Linked DNA regions of Mus musculus: region 2 is linked to region 1. Evidence: chromatin contacts called from public HiChIP or PLAC-seq data. All regions are on one chromosome and are shown on one strand. The core of a region is the stretch at or near the end of the contact, and the rest is flanking DNA. Distances in the headings are between cores, read along the strand shown. Region 1 has its middle 98 kb from the start of 1500009L16Rik. Region 2 overlaps Gm34184 (predicted gene, 34184).

Evidence for each region. HiChIP or PLAC-seq counts read pairs in DNA pulled down with a chosen protein or histone mark.
Region 2: an H3K27ac HiChIP or PLAC-seq map of heart atrium shows a contact between it and region 1, with 5 times the contacts expected there. The contact joins two enhancer-like sites. A contact is called at or near these places in 5 of 484 Hi-C or Micro-C datasets (cerebral cortex, embryonic fibroblasts, forebrain and 1 more), 3 of 115 datasets of contacts at active chromatin or transcription factors (the NIH/3T3 cell line, cardiomyocytes and heart atrium) and 1 of 9 other capture datasets (embryonic stem cells).

What each region holds. Positions count from the first base shown.
Region 1 is chr10:83,817,114-83,824,000 of GRCm38.p6, forward strand. No RefSeq gene overlaps it. Among named protein-coding and RNA genes, the nearest start is that of 1500009L16Rik, 98 kb to the left of the region's middle. Within about 2 kb of position 2,353, at least 18 of the 459 cell types and tissues checked have an H3K27ac peak or open chromatin away from gene starts, as enhancers often do. A contact at or near this core is called in forebrain and heart atrium, where this site is marked.
Region 2 is chr10:84,057,826-84,064,082 of GRCm38.p6, forward strand. All of the region lies in intron 2 of Gm34184 (predicted gene, 34184), which reads right to left. Among named protein-coding and RNA genes, the nearest start is that of Gm34113, 24 kb to the right of the region's middle. Within about 2 kb of position 3,011, at least 103 of the 459 cell types and tissues checked have an H3K27ac peak or open chromatin away from gene starts, as enhancers often do. A contact at or near this core is called in forebrain and heart atrium, where this site is marked.

The DNA of each region.
Region 1 (6,887 bases), core at 1,103-3,602:
CAGAGACAGACATTTTGTGGGACACAGACCCGCAGTGGAAGGGCTACAAAGGTAGCCTCCCTTTCAGCTATTCTGTGTACTTTTCTGACGGTCGCAGCCAGTCTCTCACCCCACTGAACTGAACGTACCTTGGTATGAGCCTGCCGTTTCTCTAAGGACAATCTGAGGTCCTGGGTCAGCAGCTAAGGCCATGGAAGGTATGGTTTTGCCAGTTCTGTGAGGCTCCAGACACCTGCTGTTTGGAGCCACCTGATTGGATGTTCTAGATCAGATTTCAGGGAAACCAAAAGGCCAGCAGGGGTTGTGGCTTTCCTGAAAATGCTGTCCAAGGAAGTCCCCCAGTTGCCTTAGAGAGTGGTCCTTCGTTCTGGCCTCTATGCTTGGTAAAACCAGGAAGTTAGAATTCACCAAGGACTTTTGCAAAATTGAGGACACAATCTCTTGTGATCTATGGCTGTTTGTTGCCTTTATTTTACTTTTTAGTACCCCATGAGGCTAAACATAGTCTCCTCTCTGGTTGGCCTTTGCGGGGAGAATGTATCTTCCAAATAGTTAATGAGCTAATGAGCTCAGCAAGGTTTTAAGGTTTAGTGGTGCACAGGATGACTGACGGATAGCGAACTTACCTCCACTTAAGCCTCCTTTCAGCCCTGTGAGAGAGCCAATTAGATGCTCTGAGTTCTGCCTCTCCAAACCCTTGGCCCTGGCCACAGTGTGAATCTGCAAGGGGTCTTTCTACTGTCCGTGTGGTGGTGCTGGGTTCCTCTTAGATACACAGGCACAGGAATTGTGCATCAGGGAATGGAATTTCAATGAGTCCCTGGAAGTCATTCAAGCCATTATCATTCATTTTTTTTGTCTGCAGTTTATTTATGCACCCTGTGTGCAAGGATCTCCTTAGTGTAGAGCTTGCTCCAGGAAGCACAAAGCCCAAGGAAAGGGGCAGGGATTACACTTGAATGTGTGTGTGCAGTGGGGGGTGTGTAGGCCTTTGCAGAGAGGTGTGAAAAATGTTCCATGAGGGCTTGGCGTGAGAAACTGCCTTCCCCAGACTCCCTATATTGGAGCATCAATGCCAGAGACTCGTCACCATCCCAGTGACCGGTCGTTGGTCCTAGTCATCTTGGTGGAAAAGGATGTTGTGTTGAGCTGCCCTGAGCTGAGACAAGAGAACCAGAAGCTCACGGGCTGGCCTGGCAGAAACAAGAGAGAGCCTGCCTTACCAAGGTAGGAAAGGGGAACAGACTCCTGAAAACTCTCCTCTGATCTTGATTCGTGCACAGTGGCAGATGTGCATGCACACACACTCTCTCACACACATACAAGTACGAAATAATGAGAGAGAGAAAGAATTATAGATTCTCCTTGTTAAACTCCGTGGGGGTCCTTTTAGAGAGATGCAAATCCAGTATCTTTGTTTTGTGCTGCTATAACAGACAACCAGAGGCTGGACAATTTATAAAGAGCAGGTCTCTTTGGCTCAGAACTCTGGGAAAGCCAAGCACACGGTGCTTGGACAAGGCAGAGGTTTCAGATGGCGTGAGGATGTGGGGGAGAGGGACAGAGACAGGAGCTTGGGGACAGGGATGACTTAGCTTTTGATCTGAACCTATTCCTGTGATTACCAATCCACTTCTCTGCTGGAGGTATTACTGTATTCCTGAGGGCCAGGTCCCCAGGCCCTAGTCACCTCATAAAAGTCTTCTCTCTACAGTGGCACTTACATTTCAATGGTAGGGTGTGTGTGTGTGTGTGTGTGTGTGTGTGTGTGTGTGTGTGTGTGTGTGATGCAGGGGACAACACTGAGTTTTGTTCTCCAAGCGGTTTGCATTTAAAGGAAAAAAATATCTTTGTGAGGCACAGTGTCTTCACTAGCTTGGAACAGGCTAGACTGGCTGACCAGTGAGCCCAAAGATACAGCCTGGTTTGTGGCATACCCTCAGATCACAGTGTGGACCTGACATTTGCCCAGGGAGAGAAGGAAGGCAGGAAGCTGCTAGGTAGCTTTGAGAGAGCAGGAGGAAATCCCAGGGGCTGGAGGGAGTTAGGTAGGGGAGGAAGGGAGGAGGGCAGGTTGCTTGCACATGAAGTGAAGGAGTCCTGAGGTCAGCGTGTGCTTTGATATGCTGATAGGCGCCACTGCAATCCATACATCTTGGAACCTACAAAACAAAACAAAACAAAACAAAACAAAACAAAACAAAACAAAACAAAACCTCCCTTTGGGTCTAGAAAGCTTGTGCCCAGTTGCTGGCTGAGTAGCCCCAGGAGGGCAAGGCTTAAGTTTAGGTGCTGCAGAGATTCTGAGGGTGTGGCAGCTGGTTGTCAGTCAACCACACCTTCCCACAAAGCTCTCCCAGGGATATCTCTGCATCTGCATTAACACCGCGGGGCTATTGTTGGAACTGTGGATGGACCCAGAGAGGGCCGCACAGCCAAAAATGAGTCAATTCGCTTCCCCTTCCCCAGTAATTTCGGTTAGCTGGCAGATTAAATATGGAGGATACCTGTCACAGGACAACAGTGTTGGTACGGGGGATTCTGGAGAGAGGTGGCCTGTTTCTGCCAAGACAAGTTACCTAACTTTGCTGGAAGTCAGATTTATCCTCTGAAAAAACAAAAAAGGAGGATACTAACAGTTTTTCACTTCGTGGGTTGTGGGAACGAGATGAGATAATCCATCACAATGGCTATTATGCTCAAAGTGGGCTGCAGGGGGCAGCATCCTCACAGAAATGTAAGGAAACCTGGCGTTCAAAAGTACCGCACAGTGATACAGAGAGGATCAGCAGCATCACCGATATAAAGAACCTTACCGGTGGGTGGGCGCAATTAAGCAATTTCAAGAGAAAGAGCAGAAAATTTCAATCAAAAGACCCATGCGCACTTTACAGTGAGCACGAGAAAACAAGGAAGGCTTCCCTCTAGGAGCGGGACTACCGCGCTGCTGCTTTGGACATGCCTTGGTGAATCCCCGAACACAGCACAGGTTGCAACTAGAGACCAAGTGTCCTGAGAGAAACTGAGAAGGGAAAAGCTTTGGGCTTGCAGGACATGTGGGGCCGGATGCCAGTACAGTCCCTCACTAGATAGAAGACTTTAAACCGCTTGGGTCATGTCAGAGTTGGATGCTGACAACCTTTTACTCAAAAGGTCAGAGCACAGGACCAGCCAGAGACAGGCGGCCATTACTCTTCATCTCATGCCAAATGTCCTAGTGCCCCTTTTGATTTGCCCTGCTTTCCTGAAGGACACTTCCCTAGGTTCTCTGGCTTTTCCCAGAACCTTTAAAGCACCCATCACTACTCTTGAGTATGATTGGGACTCTACCTCCTGGACCCCGTAGGCATATCATTAACCATCACTAAACAAAGTCCCTACAGTTTGCCACATACTATTTTGTTTTACGCTGTTTTCAACACAACCGTTGGAACCCCCAATCTTATTCTTTAGCCCCTTTCTGCTTCTCTCTGGATTTAAAGAATTTCTCACACCACAGATGAAAACAGACCTTCTTTGTCATGGTTAACTGGCAATGCCCTGCACAGATGTGCCAGCGTGAAAGAATTTTAGGGCTGATGGATGGGTGGACTCTGATATTTTTTGTTGTTGTTGTTGTTGTTGAGAAAACATGGTGGAAGTGCCCTCTGTGTAGCTTGCTGTCTGTGGCGGCAAATGGTTCACTAGCGTGGATATCCAACCGTTTCTGAGCTACAGAGGTGAGCATGTAGAATTTCGACAGATGCAACTTGTCCAAGTTCCTCCAGAGTCTGCGCCTACTTATCTTCCCTCCCCTCTTCAAAGTCTCAGGGGTTCCTGGTTGGCCCCTCTAACTTGCAGTGTAGCCGAGGATGACCTTGAATTCCTAATCCTCCTGCCTCCACCTCCCTGAGTGCTAGCATCACAGGTATGCTTAGTTTATTGGGTGCTGGGGGTGGAACCTTGGACTTGGTTCACACTAACTAGACAAGCACTCTGTTGACTGAGTGGCAGACAGCTCAGGGTCTGTGCCGGGGACGGAGGAACTAGAGAAGCATACAGTTTCCAACTCTATTCCTAAGTGTATGTGACTTTGGGCAAGTTCATAACCTCTGGTGACTCAGTTCTCCCAGCACCGATGAGATCACTCTCAGTTCACCTCTCCACGTTGCTGCTAGGCTGAATTCATATTTGTAGAACACTCAGAACAGGTGCTGGGCAGTCGCTGAGCACTAATCCGTTGTTATGTGTCATTGTCTGGGCCGGGATTTGGTGAGCTGAATGTGGGAGAGGCCACAAGATGCCTGGGATGCGAGAAGCCAGACGACAACTTTCATCAGTGGATGATGGCTTTGTTGAGATGAGATGAGTACTTGAACCGATACATATCCAAAGACTTCTTTATGTAGAAATATGATTGTTGTGAGAAGGATGCAAAATTTGTATAAAATTTAAAAAAAAGAACCTTCAAAAATAGAATTTATACCAGATGCACTGACACCCAACCTGCTATCTCAGCATTGACTCAGGCACTGAGGCAGGTGGACTGCTTTGAGTTTCAGCCAGTCTGGTTGTTCCACAAAGCAAGTTTGAAGGCAGCCCAGCCAGACTGCATAACAACATCTTGTGCCCCTACCCCAAGTTGAATGCCCTCCCTCCCTCTTTCCTTTCCTTTCCTTTCCTTTCCTTTCCTTTCCTTTCCTTTCCTTTCCTTTCCTTTCCTTTCCTTTCCTTTCCTTTCCTTTCCTTTCCTTTCCTTTCCCCTTCCCTCCTCCCTTCCCCTTTCCCCTTCCCCCTTCCTCCTTCCCTTCCCCTTCTTCCTTCCCTTCCCTTCCCTTCCCTTCCCTTCCCTTCCCCCTCTTTCTTTCTTCCTTCCTTCCTTCCTTTCTTTCTTTCTTTCTTTCTTTCTTTCTTTCTTTCTTTCTTTCTTTCTTTCTTTCTTTCTTTCTTTCTTTTTCTTTTCTCTCTCTCCTCCTCCTTCCCTCCCTCCCTGCACCCTCCTACCTTTTTCCTTCCTCTCCCTCCCTCTTTTTCTCTCTTTCCCTACACATTTCTTCCATCCTTCCCTCTCTCCCTCTTTTACTTCTTTCTTTTATATTTTTAGTACTGGGGAATGAACTCAAGAACTGTTAGAGAGTACCCAGGGAAGAGATGCTTCAACTCTCCCTCATCCCAGAGGCATGCACTGGCCTTGGATGTTTCTGTTGGGAAAAGGTGAATAATTATGATAATTTATGGTGGTTTCCCTTTGACAAAACAAAGAGGGTTTTGTGAGTCTGGCCCTCTAGAGTCTGGCACTATCAATTGTCCTTAGACACAGAGCACACATGATTCACACAGATAGGTGCTGCAGATGTTTCAGGCCACCAGTGGGCAGGTAGCACACTTGAGGTAAGGTCTCTGTAGTGCTGTGTAGGTAGCAGGGATTTTAAGTAGTGAGATAATCTGAGTTGTTCACCTCTAATCTCGTTGAGCCACTGGGGCAAACTGGGGCCATCAGGGAGGTTTGGATTCCAGATCAGACTGGGATCATCTGGAACTTCCCGGCACCCTCTCTGTCTCTCTGTCTGCTTGCTCCACCTTTCTGCCGGGTCTTAATGGTTTTACATTTGTCTCATTCTTGTTAGGTGGTTTGCCTTTACTGACAGCTTCCTAAGGTACAATAAAGAAGCCACTTAATTTCTTAATAGATGAATTTGGACTCCTTCTTTTCCTCCCTCCCCTCTCCCTGTGTCCTTTCTCCCTCTTCCTCTAGAGAACCCTGGGCTCACTGGGCAAGAGGTTTCCCACTGAGCTACAAATCTAGCCCTAATTTTAAGGTTTGAGACAGTGTTTCTTTATATGGCCCAGGTAGATTTCAAAGCTGTGATCTCCGTGGCTCAGCCTCTCAGGCAGCTGGGATTAATTGTGGGCAGGCCACACCTGGCCTGCTCCTTCCCTGAAGTCCGTTTTCTTCCACTGGAGGATGAGGGCTGTTTCTTTGCCAGGCAACCGCAAATACTAGAAAGTTCATCTTAAACAGGACTGCTGGCTCACATGAGTAGAGATGATCCCATTGTAGACATATGGGGATTCAGGATTCAAAAGTCCTCCTTGGATCTGATTTTTTCCCTTCTCACTCTAAAAGTTTGTTTTTTAAACTCTATCATTGATCTATCTATCTATCATCTATCTATCTATCTATCTATCGTCTATCAATTATCTATCTATTAATCTCATGAGAGGCTCTGCCAGTGCCTGGCAAATACAGAAGTGGATGCTTACAGTCATCTATTGGACAGAGCACAGGGCCCCCAAAGGAGCTGCTAGAGAAAGTACCCAAGGAGCTGAAGGGGTTAGCAACCCTATAGGTGGAACAACAATATGAACTAACCAGTACCCCCAGAGCTCCCTGGGACTAAACCACCAATCAAAAAGAAAACACATCATGGGACTTGTGGCTCTAGCTGCATATGTAGCAGAGGATAGCCTAGTCGGGCATCAATGGGAGAAGAGGCTTTTGGTCCCGTGAAGGTTCTATGCCCCAGTATAGGGGAATGCCAGGGTCAGGAAGCAGGAGTGGGTGGGTTGGGGAGCAGGGAGAGTGGGAGGGGATAGGGGATTTTTGGAGGGGAAACTAGGAAATGTAAATAAAGATAATATCTAAAAAAAAAGAAAGAAAAAATTACCTATCTATTATCATCTATCTATTATTTATCTACCTATCATCTATCAATTATCTATCTGTAATCTATTATCTATCTATCTATCTATCTATCTATCTATCTATCTATCTACCTACCTATCTATCATCCAACCATTTATTTATATCTGCCTGTGTGAGCAAGCAGGGATCATGTCACTCCCATGGAGGTCAACTGACAACTTGCAGGAGTCAGTTCTCTCCTTCATCTCGTGGCCTAGGGGGA
Region 2 (6,257 bases), core at 1,761-4,260, 240 kb after region 1:
GAAATGCCTCCATGAGATCCAGCTGTAAGGCATTTTCTCAATTAGTGATCAAGGGGGAAAGGCCCCTTGTGGGTGGGATCTTCTCTGGGCTGGTAATCTTAGTTCTACAAGAGAGCAGGCTGAGCAAGCCAGGGGAAGCAAGCCAGTAAAGAACATCCCTCCATGGCCTCTGCATCAGCTCCTGCTTTCTGACCTGCTTGAGTTCCAGTCCTGACTTCCTTTGGTGATGAACAGCAGTATGGAAGTGTAAGCCGAATAAATCCTTTCCTCCCCAACTTGTTTCTTGGTCATGATGTTTGTGCAGGAATAGAAACCCTGACTAAGACACCCTCTAACCTCATTTCTTTAAAAAAAAAAAAAAAAAAAAAAAAACTTTATTGGATATTGTCTTTACTTACATTTCAAATGTTATCCCCTTTCCCTGTTTTCCCCCCAGAAATCCCCTATCCCATTCCCCCTCCTCCTTCGGAGTCTATGAGGGTGTATCCCCACCCAACCACCCACTCCCACCTCCCTACCCTGGCATCCCCCTACACTGGAGCATTGAGTCTTCACAGAACTAAGGCCCTCTTTTCCCATTGATACCCAACAAGGCCATCCTCTGCTACATATACGGCTGGAGCCATGGGTCCCTCCATGTGTATTCTTTGGTTGGTGTTTAAGTTCCTGGAAGCTCCGGGGGATGTAGTTGGTTGATATTGCTGTTCTTCCTATTAGGTTGCAAACCCCTTCAGCTTCTTCAGTCCTTTCTCCAACTCCTCCATTGGGGACTCATGCTCAGTCACATGGTTGGCTGTGAGCATCTGCCTCTGTACCTGTCAGGCTCTGGCAGAGCCTCTCAGGAGACAGCCATATCAGGCTCCTGTCAGCATGAATTTCTTAGCATCCACAATCTGTCTGGGTTTGGTGACTATCTATGGGATGGATCCCCAAGTGGGTCAGTCTCTGGATAGCCCTTCCTTCAGTTTCTGCTTCACACTTTGTCTGCGTATTTCTTCCCTTGAGTATGTTGTTTCCCCTTCTAAGGAAGACTGAATCACCCACACTTTAGCCTTCCTTCTTAAGCTTCATGTGGTCTGTGAATTGTATTTTGGTTTCTGTGCTTTTGGGCTAATATCCACGTACCAGTGAGTGCATGCCATGTATGTTCTCTTGTGACTGGGTTACCTCACTCAGGAGTCTAGTTCCATACATTTGCCTAAGAATTTCATGAAGTCATTGTTTTTAATATCTGAATAGTACTCCATTGTGTAAATGTACCACATTTTCTGTATCCATTCCTCTACTGAGGGACATCTGGGTTCTTTCCAGCTTCTGGCTATTTTAAACAAGGCTGCTATGAACATAGTGGAGCATGTGTCCTTGTTATATGTTGGATCATCTTTTGGGTATATTCTAGGAGTGGTATAGCTGGGTTCTCAGGTAACACTGTGTCCAATTTTCTGAGGAACCACCAGACTGACTTCCAGAGTAGATGACCCAGCTTACAGTCCAACCAGCAATTTCTCACCTTCTTTTCTGGATTATTCTGAGTCTCTTGCCTTCCTCAGGCTATGCCTCCAGGTGTCTTAAACTCAGCCCTCAGCCCATTATAGCTAACGGGTGAACTACTACTTTAGCAGGGACAATCCTACAGAAACCGTGGTCACCTCCCTTGGGACCCTGCACCCCTTACCTAGATGCCCTTTTGTTGGCTGCTGTCATACCCTACTCTGCTGGGGATACTCTTGGTTAACATTTGCCTTTTACTATCAGGCATTCGATGACTTTTGGGACTTCATCTGCTGTCTCCTGTTTAAAGCTGTGGGACATTCAAACATTGTCAAAGACCTTGTGCATGCTCCTAGAGGTCAATGACAGGCTGAGTAAGTTCTAACTCTGTCTCTATTCCAACACAGGGGAGAGAAGGCACCAGATATCAAGGCTAAAAGGGCTTCATCCAGGGGAAGAGGTGACTGGGTTTGCTGAGCTTCTAATCAGTGCCCGTCTGTTAGAGGAAGACTAGAGCAAGTGCTGCCAGCCATGACTGCGGGGAACAGTGGGAAACAATTTTCAGTCACTTTCCCCCAAAGCTTCAGGACTATTTATTCTCAATTCTTTCTTCTCTGCCTTTAGTTTTGAACAAGTGTGGCTTGGGGGCACATATCCCTGAATCCATCACTTTGATGGTTTATTGCACATTAAGTAGCATAGAATTGAAGTCTGGGGCTAGGTCAGGCCCATTTTGGGTCCTCTTTTCTTCCTTTGTACCCTCACAGTGGGAGGGGGACCTGCCTAGCTGTGCTTGGCCAAGTTAAAATGAGGAGACCAGATGGTCAGAAAGAAAGGAATTTGGGTCCAGGTTCAGAAAAGGGAAAGCTCTGTGTGTGTGTGTGTGTGTGTGTGTGTGTGTGTTTATGTGTGTATGTGTATTTGTGTGTGTGTGTGTGTGCGTGTGCGCGTGTGCGTGTGCGTGTGCGTGTGTGTGTGTGTGTGTTGTAGGGTGAGGCAAGACTTCTGCATGGCTTTTGAGCAGAGATCAGACCATTCAGTCCTGAGGTGCATTTCTGAATGGCAGCAATCCCCTGCAGGGGTGTGCAGGGCGAGTGCATCCTTCTGTTTTAATCCCCCAGGACTTGGTGCCAAACCTCAAAATCATTTTTTTCTGTGCTGGGGTTTTAATTATATGTGGCTTTTAGTTTTGAGAACCAGAGCACACTGATTTATGTTAAACGACAAGGGGAAAAAAATCAGGGAGGTGAAGCAGTGGCTTTGGGCATTGGCTTTCAGCAGGAAATGTTAGGAAGAAAGAAAACAAGTTGTAAGGTCTGGGGAAGTAAGTTTCAATTGGAAGACAATTCTGGAGGAGACCCCCCACTCCCTCCACAAAAAGGCTGGGGCTACAGAATTTAGCCTGTTAGGCACGGAGTTGAAAGGAGCTGTCCCTGCCTCTTTGGCACTGTTGGAGAGTCAGCAGACAGGAAGGGGGCAGGAAGTCAGACAGCACTAGGTGGCAGGGATCCAGGCAGGAAGCAGGCTGGGTGTGAACAAGTGTCTTCATGGCAGGGACAGATGGGGACGGAGCCTTCAGAGCAAAGCTGACGAGAAATGAACAACTGGGACTCTTTTGTCTTCCTCTAAGCCTTGCCTCATGGCTGGGGCTGGTGGCGTTATCTCTATGCATGGCCTCTGTTCGTCGGACTCATGGTTTCAATGTGACCTCCCTGGCACAAGCACAAGACACTGCAGGGAGAAGCAGAGTGACAGCCAGCCAGGCTGGCTGGATGTTTTCAGATTTATTCTGACTCTCTCTAGCATGGCAGGGTCCCCCAGTCCCAATGGGGCACACATGTCACTGAGACAATACACATTGTCACATCAGCTGTCCTCAGCTGAGTTTGCTTACAGCTAGCTCTGTGCTGTAGGTGTGCAATGAGGTCTGCTTACCGCCACAAGCAGAAGAGGACGGGAGTCTGGGAGGCTGGATGACTGGTGGCTCAAATCCCTCAGCTAGTGATTTATAAAACTGACATTGCAGTGGGCAAAGCACTTTGGGACACACATGCAATGAATAGCGTTAAAATCCCCAGCTCTTACATAAACGTTGGGTGAGCATGGAAGCCTACCTATATCCCAATACTGGGGGGAGGTCAGGACAGAGAAATCTCAGGGACAAACTGCTAGATAGTCTAGCAGAATTGGTAGATAGGAGACCTTGCTTCAGTAAGTAGTGAGGAAAGATAGAGGGAGACAGTGATATTAATTTCTGAACTCCACACATATGCACTTATGCACATCCATACGCATGTGTCCACACACCCATGAACACATGTATATATCACACATACACAAGCAAAATGATGATGATGATGATGATGGCAACCACCAGCAACAAGACTGAGCCTGAAGCTTGTCTCTCTGTCCACATATTACCTTCGCAGCATGGTGTTTATGCAAGTTTGTTATCTTTCCTAAGTGAATGAGAACTTTGTTGATGCCCTTGGGGAGGGACTGGAGAACCATCGCTATAGGACCCTCCTTCTCCCTCGTATGTCTGAGCTAAAAAGGGGACAGGACAAATACATAGATTGTATCTCTATGTATATCCCCTCTAGTATGCTTACCTGAGTATTTAGACTCATGCGCACATCCTTGGAGTGTTGTTGGAGGCTTCTGGAAGCACATCTCTTTGGATTTTAAAAGACTTTAAAAACTGACTCATTGGCTTGGCTGTGGAAGCTATTCTGCATCAGAGAAACTACATACAGATTTGGGCCAAAGGATACATTTGGCTGGAGAGAAGGGATTTGGTATAAGATTTGAACAGTTGTTGTCAGCAGAGAAATTAAACAGCCTAGGGAAACCTCCTAACGATGATTTTTTTCTGCTTAGATAATATTACTTTTCAGGCGCCTTCTAGCTGGAATCTAGATCCAGAGAGCTGTCTGGAAAAATTTACCCCGACATCCTTTGGCTTCCTTAGCACCGTGCATGTTGGATTGTGAATAGCTGGGCTTTTGGAAGTTAGGAAAAGCCTCTGAATATGGATGACCCCATACAAATTAAGGATTCTGGGTAGTTAATCTTGGCATCAACTTGATAGAATTTAGAGTCGCCATGGAAACAAATCTCTGGGCCTAGGTATACTAGAGGTTTTCTAGATTAGGTTAATGCAAGTAAGGGGACTACCCTAAATGTGGGTGGTACCATACCGTGGGAGAAAGAAGCTGAATGCAAGCAGTCTTTGCTTTTTGACTGGACACAATGTGACCAAGCAGCCACCTCCTGTTCTTGTTGCTGTGTCTCCCTGACAGGATGGACTGTGTCCCAGGAACTGTAACCCAGAACAAACCCTTCTTTCCTACATTAAGACTCTTGTCAAACTCAGAAATCTGCCTGCCTCTGCCTCCCGAGTGCTGGGATTAAAGGCGTGCGCCACCGTGCCCAACTAGTCAAGTATTTTTGTTATAGCGATGAGACATATAACTAATACCGATGCTGAGGAAGCAGAGGAAAGACGCACAGGCCCCTGAGATGAGGTCCCCTTGGGACCTTGGGCTTCCTTATCTTTTGTTCTAGATGTAGACAAATGCTTTATGGAGACCTCGGGATCAGAAGAGAGCATCCTAATTTCTCTTTGGGAAGCCACCTTCTCCAGTGTCTACAGATTTGGCCTGAGCCATTGCTAGGTTCTCAGCCACTCCTTCATGTAGTTGGTCCTTATTGGACTACCCAGCACAAATCATGTGAGCTAATATAAGAGGTCTGCTCTGTGCTAAGTACTCATTCTATTTATTCTCTTCCCTTAGAGAAATCGCAGCTAATCTCAAGTATAGCAGCTTCTGTCTGCCCTCCAGCCCACCAAGTGGACAAAAACCCATTTCTTGAGCTGTGGTTTTCAAAAACACGCACATGTGACACCAGGAGGCAGGAACAATGGCAGAGACAGACTATAGGGTAGGGATCTATTTTCAGGCTGAGTGAAGGAGAAAAGTGAGTGTAGGGAGAAAAGCTGTATGTTCAAGACTTTTTCTAGCTAAACACAAAATTTCTATTGCCGTTTTTTTTTTATCCTTACGATAAAAGCAGGCTTAGAAACCTATATCCTTGATGTCATGTTCAGAGAACATTTACAACTTTAAAACATAGTATATATGTTCAGTCTGGGAAGGCTTGGAAACCTATCCAGGCTTTGCCTTTACAAGTTGGCTTCTGTACCTTTGGTGTGGAGTTCATGTCCTTTGACAATGGCAGAGCATGCTGCAAAACAGGCCAGCTAGTTTTCCAGTAGAGAAAGAAAAGGTAGCCAGCAGGGAAGGCGAATCACATAGCTTTGAGGTTGTATATCTGCCAACCAGACCTAACCAGAAATATAAGTGCCTTTGCCAAGGCTGGAAGCAAGAAGGGTCACAGGTCACTTGTGGCCATTCAGAAGGGACCAAGTTCATGGTCCACCTATGACTTTATTTTGGGTTTTTGGATGGCTGGTCATCGTCTCTGCTTTGCACGTGCTGGACATGATTGGTGTCCTTCAGAATGCTAGAAGATCCAAAGCAGAAGGATAAATACTGGAATCTTTAGTGAGAACAATGTTTAAGAGAATCAGATTTTAAGGCCCGGAAGGATTCTGCTTCTTTCTGCCTCCTCTTTCAGCCCCCAGGGAAGGCTGCTGTGTTCTACATTCCCACGGCTGACACCTTTGGCCTTACTCTGCAGACCCAGGAGCCTGCTCCTGTTTTCTCAAAGCCACAGGTGACTGAATCTATCATAATGATTTT